3 separate regions of the Mus musculus genome follow, and all the other regions are linked to region 1. Evidence: chromatin contacts called from public promoter capture Hi-C data. All regions are on one chromosome and are shown on one strand. The core of a region is the stretch at or near the end of the contact, and the rest is flanking DNA. Distances in the headings are between cores, read along the strand shown.

The links. Promoter capture Hi-C pulls out the DNA fragments that hold promoters and counts their contacts.
Region 2: a contact with region 1 is called in a promoter capture Hi-C map of liver, with 2.9 times the contacts expected there. The contact joins the promoter of Ap3b2 here to the promoter of Mfge8 in region 1. A contact is called at or near these places in 2 of 39 promoter capture datasets (both in liver).
Region 3: a promoter capture Hi-C map of pre-B cells shows a contact between it and region 1, with 3 times the contacts expected there. The contact joins the promoter of Pde8a here to the promoter of Mfge8 in region 1.

The regions. Positions count from the first base shown.
Region 1 is chr7:79,147,778-79,150,353 of GRCm38.p6, reverse strand. Mfge8 (milk fat globule-EGF factor 8 protein) reads left to right here and starts at 1,294. Exons shown (of 9, transcript NM_001045489.1): 1 at 1,294-1,459. The coding sequence starts at 1,387.
Region 2 is chr7:81,492,622-81,495,197 of GRCm38.p6, reverse strand. It overlaps Ap3b2 (adaptor-related protein complex 3, beta 2 subunit), which reads left to right and starts at 1,273. Exons shown (of 26, transcript NM_021492.3): 1 at 1,273-1,690. The coding sequence starts at 1,578. It overlaps BC048679 (cDNA sequence BC048679), which reads left to right. Exons shown (of 6, transcript NM_001193274.1): 5 at 1-72; 6 at 820-924. The coding sequence ends at 852.
Region 3 is chr7:81,211,979-81,214,554 of GRCm38.p6, reverse strand. Pde8a (phosphodiesterase 8A) reads right to left here and starts at 1,290. Exons shown (of 22, transcript NM_008803.3): 1 at 467-1,290. The coding sequence starts at 640.

The DNA of each region.
Region 1 (2,576 bases), core at 45-2,544:
TTTGTGGACTTGGGCTCTCTGCTTCTGTCTGCCTTCCTGATCGATTTGTGGGGATTGAGTTGAGGTAGCCGCACTCGCTCAGCAAATGCTTTACCCACTGAGCCATTTCTTTAGCCAGATCTATCTATCTTTCTATCTTTCTTTCTTTCTTTCTTTCTTTCTTTCTTTCTTTCTTTCTTTCTTTCTTTCTTTCTTTCCTTCTTTCCTTCTCTCTCTCTCTCTCTCTCTCTCTCTCTCTCTCTCTTTTTGTGATAGAATCTCATTCTGGTGGTTAGGGTAGCTGAAGATTCACCATGTTGTTCAAGCTAGCCTTGGACTTCCTTTAATAATCCAGTGTGCTGGCATTATAGGCTTGAACCACCACAGTGGCCAAAATCCTAAAATATTTCTAATTTGGGACTTTTACACAAGTTTGCCAATTCCTTTTTTTTTTTTTTTTTTTTTTGGCCTTTTCATGGTTTCTAAAGACGTTATGTCATCCTGTAGTGTCATTTTGCACAGATGTCTATCTAATGGAATGGTTGTGCATCTCTAAGCATTACTGCTAGGTCTTAAGGCGTTGATATGTGACATTTTGAAAGACATTACCAAATAAAGAAGCTGAGCTGGCGTATACTCTGTCCAAGGTCCGCGTGCCTCAGCCTGTTTGCCCCACAGCCTCTGCTGTTAACAGCCTGACACTTGCCGATCTGATAAAGGAGGAAACACTGTACTCATTGTAGCCTGAATTTGCTGTTCTCTGATTACAGATAAGAATTAGCATTTAAACTCTAAACAGTTATTTTTAATTAACTAAACAACAAATAATCAATAAACTCACACATTTAGGAAACAGGGTCCCATTCTATAGCCCAGACTAGTCTGGAACTCAATATGGATGGAGCCCACTCTGGGGATCCGATCTGGAACTGTCTGATCCTCCTGATTCAGCTTCCTAACAGTTGGGAGTACAAGCGTGAGCCACCACCACTCCTGGATTATTTTATTTTATTTATCTTTGCTGGGTTGGGGATCGAATCTAGGGTCTCCAGCATGCTTAGGAAAGCACTCCATTATCCAGCCACTTGTTAAAATTCCTCCTGAGCAATTTCCCCCTGTCCAGTCTATTCAGGAAGCCGGGGCCTGGCCTCAGGCTGAGGACTGGCAGCGGCATCAGGGCGTGGCTCGCCGGGAGGCTGAGGCACTGGACCCCCCACTTCAGCCCTCCCTCTTCCCACTGTGGTCTCGGAGCTCCGCCCAGAGTCCGCCCGGGGCTGTACGGGGCGGAGCCCTTGGGCCAGTGGGCGGAGCTGAGGCGCCTGATTTATTCCGGAGTGAGAGGAGCGGACGCAGGAACTCTCGAGTCCCAGCATCAGAGCGCGTGGACCTTTTCCCGCGTCCCGCAGCATGCAGGTCTCCCGTGTGCTGGCCGCGCTGTGCGGCATGCTACTCTGCGCCTCTGGCCTCTTCGCCGCGTCTGGTGAGTCCCTCTGGCCTCGCCCCTGTTCTGCCCGCCGCTCGGAAGTTCTCAGCGACGCCCTCCCTCTACTCCTACTGTTGACAAACTTGAGCAGAGCCTGGAGGGGGACGCTCAGGGGTAGGAGAGGCGAACGTGCCTCTGTGCTCTCTGCCCTGGGGCCTTGGGGCTGTGATAAGTAGCTTTTGCACTGAGTGGTGACCCTGGACACCCGGTGACAGCCTGGCCTCCCCCCCCCCCCGGCCCCCTCAGGGATGTGACTTACACATAACAAAGGAATCCGCTGCGTCGTGCCTCTTTCTTTTTTACCGCGTCTGTAAAGTGAGGCCACCGAACTGTGTCTGCTTTCCAATCCAAACAATTTGGGAGAGTCTAGGACTCTTGTGCGGGTACAACTCAAGCTAACGTTACCTGAAACTCTGTCCTGAACCCGCCTGGTTAGAGAATCCAATGAACTTTTGTGTCCCACTTGTTGGTGTTTGATCAGATAAGGGAAGGAATGACAGAGGGGTCAGTGCGAGAGACTGGCTTGTAGGTGGGGCTGGTCTGGAACTTAGAAAAGGGCTTCCTGCCCCCGGCTGACCTTGGCCAGCTGCTTTATCTCCCCTAACCCTTCTCCTCCTCCTCCTCCTCCTCCTCCTCCTCCTCCTCTGCTCTGAGGTCCCCAGTAGACGTCTGGGCTTCTTGCGGGATGCTGCTGGAGAGAGTTCATCATGAAAAAGCAGTGCCCACGTGGGGCAGCCCCTAAATCCTTTCTCATAGAAACGGGACTGGCGGCGGGACTGGAGTGATCACAGGCAGGAGAGATCACAGCTGTGTTCTGTCGCCCAGCACAGGATCTGACCTCGGGGTTGGAGCTGAAGGCATTGGGTGCCCCAAGCTTCCACGACCTGGAAACTCCTGGTCTGTCCACTCAGCTGGAAAGATGCTTGGGTCTCCTCTGACCCTTTCCACCCCTCCTCTTTGCCCCCCCCCCCCCAACCTGCACCCTGGCCAAATGTTCCTGGAGACACTTCCCAGAGAAGGACCCTGAAATCCCATAGGATTTTTAGAGGAGCTGGCCTCTCCTGGTCTCATATGCAGGTGGCCAGCCTCAGTCCCAACGCCACTGCTTCTGGCC
Region 2 (2,576 bases), core at 24-2,523, 2.3 Mb before region 1:
GATCCTCCTCCCTACCATCCCACTAGCAGCAACTGTGTGCACTTTGCACTGAACCTGTTGGGCATGGACTCAGTAAGTGCCTCTCTTCTACCTGCCCACATCCCATGCCAGCCCCAGTCTGCTAACAAAGGCACCTAACCAACTTGCTCCAGCATAATTCAGATGATTCCCCTCTCCACTACACCCAGACCAGGTTCCTTTCATCTTAAACTCTTTACTCTGGCAATCTAAAGTCCCCAGAATAGGTGTACCTATTTTTGAAGTTACACACTTTGAAACCCTTTAGCGCCAGGTAGACCTCAGGCTACTGTTCTTAGATCCTGAGCAGATATATTTACTGAACATGACCGATCTCCAACCCAGGGGCTGCTCCAACTCCATCCTTCTTTTTGCAGTAGAACTTTCTATTGATCCAAAGTCCGCCTTTCTCAGTTCCATCCTTTTCCAAACAGTCCACCAATTCTGATCTTAGAGAATTGGGACCCTAGTCTACAAATCTCGGTCCTTGGGAATACTTCCATTCTATGAGCCTGGCCAGGAGTTCCCAATCACTCAACCTCATGTCCAAAATCTAGACCAAAGATAAACAATTCACCATCAGCCTAGTCCAGGGTGTTCTCTCTAATCCAGAACTAGCTACAATCCTTCTTCTTGCTTTCCTTCCTTCCTTCCTTCCTTCCTTCCTTCCTTCCTTCCTTCCTTCCTCCCTTCCTTCCTTCCTTGGGTCTTAGGAGCTAAGCTTGATAAATCACAAAGTCCTGGAGACCTGGCAATTACACCAGACCCTAACTCAATCTGTTCGTCTTCTTTCCCTTCTAGATGTCAATGGACAGGAACCTAACCAGTGATTAATGTGACCTTGGGTCCTCCTGAATGGGCCAAAAGAGGTTTCAGAAGGGATCATTAAAGTATTTTCCCAAACGTAATTAGGATGTTGGAGGTTCTCTTTACTCCACCTAGAACTGATTTGCTCCCAGAATGCCCTTAGCACTTGCTTCCTGGGTCAGCCTCCTCTTAAATTCCACTTCTTCCAGGAAGTTGCTATGATTCCCAGTGAGTAAGCAGGTTATCCTCAGAGGGATTTAGACTGTGTGAAAAAGGATGGAAAGGTACCCACCCCTAAATCTCCAAGGTAGATGTTCCAACCCAGGCCTGCGAGTATGGCCTTCTTTCAGTGTCCCTCACGTCCCCCTCTCTCACTGCATGGGTGGGCGGGTCCGTGGAGGTCAGGTGATCGGGAGGGCGGAGGCAGGAGGTCCGCATCCCTCCAAAGACTATACAGTCATCAGCCCTGCAGCCTTGCTCACTGTGAGAGACCTTTAGATGCTTGCAGTTGCCAGAGAGTTCTGAGAGATTGGGACAGGGCAGGCGCTGTTCCTCCGTCCCCTGTCAGCTCACCCCAACCCTGCACTCCGCGGGTGGTGCCGGTCCCTTTAAGAACCTTAGCGCTCAGCCCTGATTGCTGAATCTGCGCGCTGCCTCCGCCGCGCAGATTGCAGCTCCGCAGAGCTAGGCGTGCATCCCATTCCTCGACCAAAGCCCAACCCGGCCGCTCAGCCACCCCTCAGCGCAGATCCATGTCGGCCGCTCCGGCCTACAGCGAAGACAAGGGCGGCTCAGCCGGTCCCGGGGAGCCAGAATATGGCCACGACCCGGCGAGCGGCGGTATCTTCTCCTCGGACTACAAGCGGTGAGCTAGCGAGCGCCGGCCGGGTGCGGCTGGCGCGCAGGCACCATGGACAGCGCCCGCGAGGCTGCGGCCCTGCCGACCCAGACCCGCCCTGCGCGCTTCCCGGGGTTCCCGCAGCAGGGCCACTTCGCCTTTAGCTACGAAGGGGCGGGGGACCCAAGGCTGGTGGGGGAGGGACCAGACAGGCGGGGTCCTTATGGAACAGCTGCGATGATGTTTGCAGCCTTTTATTCGCTGGCTCAAAGAGAAACCAAAACAAAACCCCCAAAACCAATTCCGTAGGGGACGGGTCTGAATTGGGGAACTGGAGTTTGAGTGTGGTCCACTCCAGGAAGCCGGCCCTGGATGTAGACTGAGAAACTGGCTCCTCCTGCAAATTAATTTCTCCATCTTTCCCCAACCCCCACATTGCCCTATGATTCAGCCCTACTTGGTTTGAATCTTACCTTTGACTCATTCATTTATTTGTTCATAAATTCAATAGCACATTAATTAAAGGCCTGTGGACCTGTTAGTCACGGAACGGAGTAGTGAACAGGAGCCAATAGATTGTTCCAACCGGGAGCACAATTGTAGCCCTGACAATTCAAGGGTCAGGAGTGGGAGTGCAAGACATGTTCCATTTCAGGGAGGAAGGTACTCTCGTGTTAGAAATGGGTCTGGGGTCTCAGGGAAATCACCACACAATCCAGAGCACAAGGCGCAAGCGAATGCACTTCTTCAGAAGGGTCACTCAACCAGGCAGGTTCACCGAGTGCGAGTCCCACTGGATTTTTATTACTAATGATCGGGTGACCCTGTTCCTTACCCTGCATGGTCAGTGCTAGGCCTCACATGCTCAAGCAGCTGCAAACAGCAACAAACCCTTAAAAGTCAGTCAACTGAT
Region 3 (2,576 bases), core at 41-2,540, 2.1 Mb before region 1:
TGAAGCCAAACCTATGTTCCAGGTTACATTTCAATGGCCCCCAAAAAAGTGGAAAAGTGAAACTGCTTGTGCAATGAGAGGACAGAGGTTGGGATAAGCTAGGCAGGGGGTGAGGGGGGGGGGGAACTGGTGGCATCTAAGACCCTTCCCAGTGCGGACAACCCTTGCCTTTCTACTCTGGGAATGCCAGAGCAAAGTGCACTCTGGTTTACCATGTCAGGAACGTGCCGGGGATATCCCGGGTCCCCCACCCACCCCGCTGGGAGAAAACTGACTCGCCGCGTCCGACCCCGGCCGGGAAGGAACGGACACGGCGGATCCCGCGGCGCCGCGTCATAGCCCTGTTAAGCCTCGGTCCGCGACAGCCCGCAAACGCGGGCGGCTGGCGTCGGTCAACGCCAGGGCGGCTGCCTAGAGGGCCCCCAGTGCCCCGCGTTTGTTTCCCCGCCCTCCCAGTGCGGCTCACCTTCGAGGCGCCGTTATCCCGAGGCTGAGGCTCCACGAGCCCGGGCGCGGTCGACCATCGCTGAATAGATCTCGGCGCGGGGCCCGGGACGTCCACGTCCACGTCCTCGTCCTCGCCGTCGCTGTGGCTAAACGTTCGGTTTTCGGAAGTGTGGATGCTCGGGGCGCAGCCCATACTGGCGGCGGCGGCACCGCGGACTCGCTGGCGGGCAGCCGCGATCCGGTCAGCAAACGGCCCGCCCGGCGCCTCGGGGCCGCCGCGGGCGCCGTGTCATCGCGGCCTGAGCGGGCGGGCGGGCAGGCGGGTGGGCGGCGGCGGCAAGCGCGGGTCTCGCGTCAGGAAGCGCGGCCGCCCCTTTTATTGCGCTGCGGGCGCGGCGGCCGTGGGGAGGGGGCGCTGGGGCGAGAGGCGCGCCGCGGACGCCCCTCCGAACATGCCCTTCCTGAGGCGGGAGCCGCCGCTGTCTCCCTCACATCGCCGCGCGCGCCGCAGCCGCCGCGCTTCCGGGGAAATGTCGGGGGTGGAGATTTGCGCTCTCGCCACCGGGAGCCGCGAGCCCGCGCCGCGTTTGCACCGCCGCCCTCGCCTCGTCTGACTCTCGAGGAAACGGGCGCTCGCTCGCCTGGCGGTGCCTCTCCTCGGCCCGGCGGACGGCTGGGTGAGCGCCCCTAGTCGGGCTACCGTAGGGGAGCCCAGCCCTCGGCGCCCGCACTCCGAGCTGGGGACCCGCTCGCTGACGGAGCGAGCGCCTCGACTCCGGTCGGGCCGCGCCGTCGAGAAGCGCCGAGGCGGCTGCGCGAGCCAGGAGTTGAGCATCCGAGACTCCCGCTCCGTGCTCCGGACCGCGTCTTGCGGGCAACTCGCCGCGCCCAGCCCCCAGCGGTGACCTCCAGCGGCTGCTGGCGTCAATGCAAAGCAGCTGGGGCGCCCGCCGCCCGCTCCCTGTACCGCCCGTCCAAGAGCATGCGCGGCCGCGACCGCAGGGGCACCTAGCCAGCCCGTCCGGAGAAAGGAAAGGACTTGCTGAAGGATACAGAGCCATTCTGCTTCAGGGGCTACCGAGTTCGTTCACTGTCAGGTCACTGTGTTTGAGATTTGGAGCTATCGTCCGTTAAGAGACCAGTTGGAAGGACCTCAGTCCGAAGCGTTCCGAAGTCCATGGGGAACTACACTCCAGGTCCCAGGCGTTATTACCAGGGATAGCCCTTGCTCCAAGACCTGGCACGTCACGCCTCTGGTTGCACTCAGACCTGTGGGACTGCAATATTTCGAAGTTGGTTAGGGAAAGCCGGTCCTCTTAACCAAAGGACGATTCCAGGTTCGACAGTCCCAAGGATCCGAACCAAATGAAGAGTTGTGCGTCCGTCCAGCAGGGATCAGAACTGCAGCCCCCCAAGTGCTACCAGATAGCTAGCTGTGTGACTCCAGATGAGTCTCTTAACCTCTCGGTAGCTGAAACTGGAGGGCGACGCCCCTGGGTGTGCATCTGATACCCAGAGCCAGCCACTTCGAGGGCCTTCCCGCCCTTCTTTGCTCTCTAGGTCCACCGGGACCCTGGCGGGACCGGGACGTAGCTTCCTTTCCTCAGTCCACACCTTTCCTACACGCACCCGGGTGCGACCCTGAGTGGCTGAGACTCCTGCCCGCGGACTGGCTACTGTTAAGACCCGGAGATGTGCTCCGGGCTGAAGTCCCTGCTGTGACAGACACAGGTGCTTGGTCCCTGTGGCAGCTGCAACGTCCTTGAGCATCGATCTTCGCCACCAAAGGAGGATACAGGGCGGCTTCCGGAGCGGATAAGGCTGGAGCAGCTTTAGAAACTGGTTCTCTTTTCTGGCCTTTGGCACGCGGCTCCTTTGTCAAGTTAAAGCACGCTGTCCTATAAAAATATGACTGGCTCCTCCAAGGTGTCTTGAAAAACAGGAAAAGTTTTTGTACTGACACCCGTTATTCCACCCAGTCTGTGGTGTTTTCAACTAGCAGTCTTAGAGGGTAGATTTTTTGTTTTGTTTTTTTTTGTTTTGTTTTGTTTTTTTTCAGCTGGTAGCTGGATCCCTAGAGAAATTGCCTTTAGCCAAGATGCACGTACAAGTCTAAGGCTCTTCTCTCC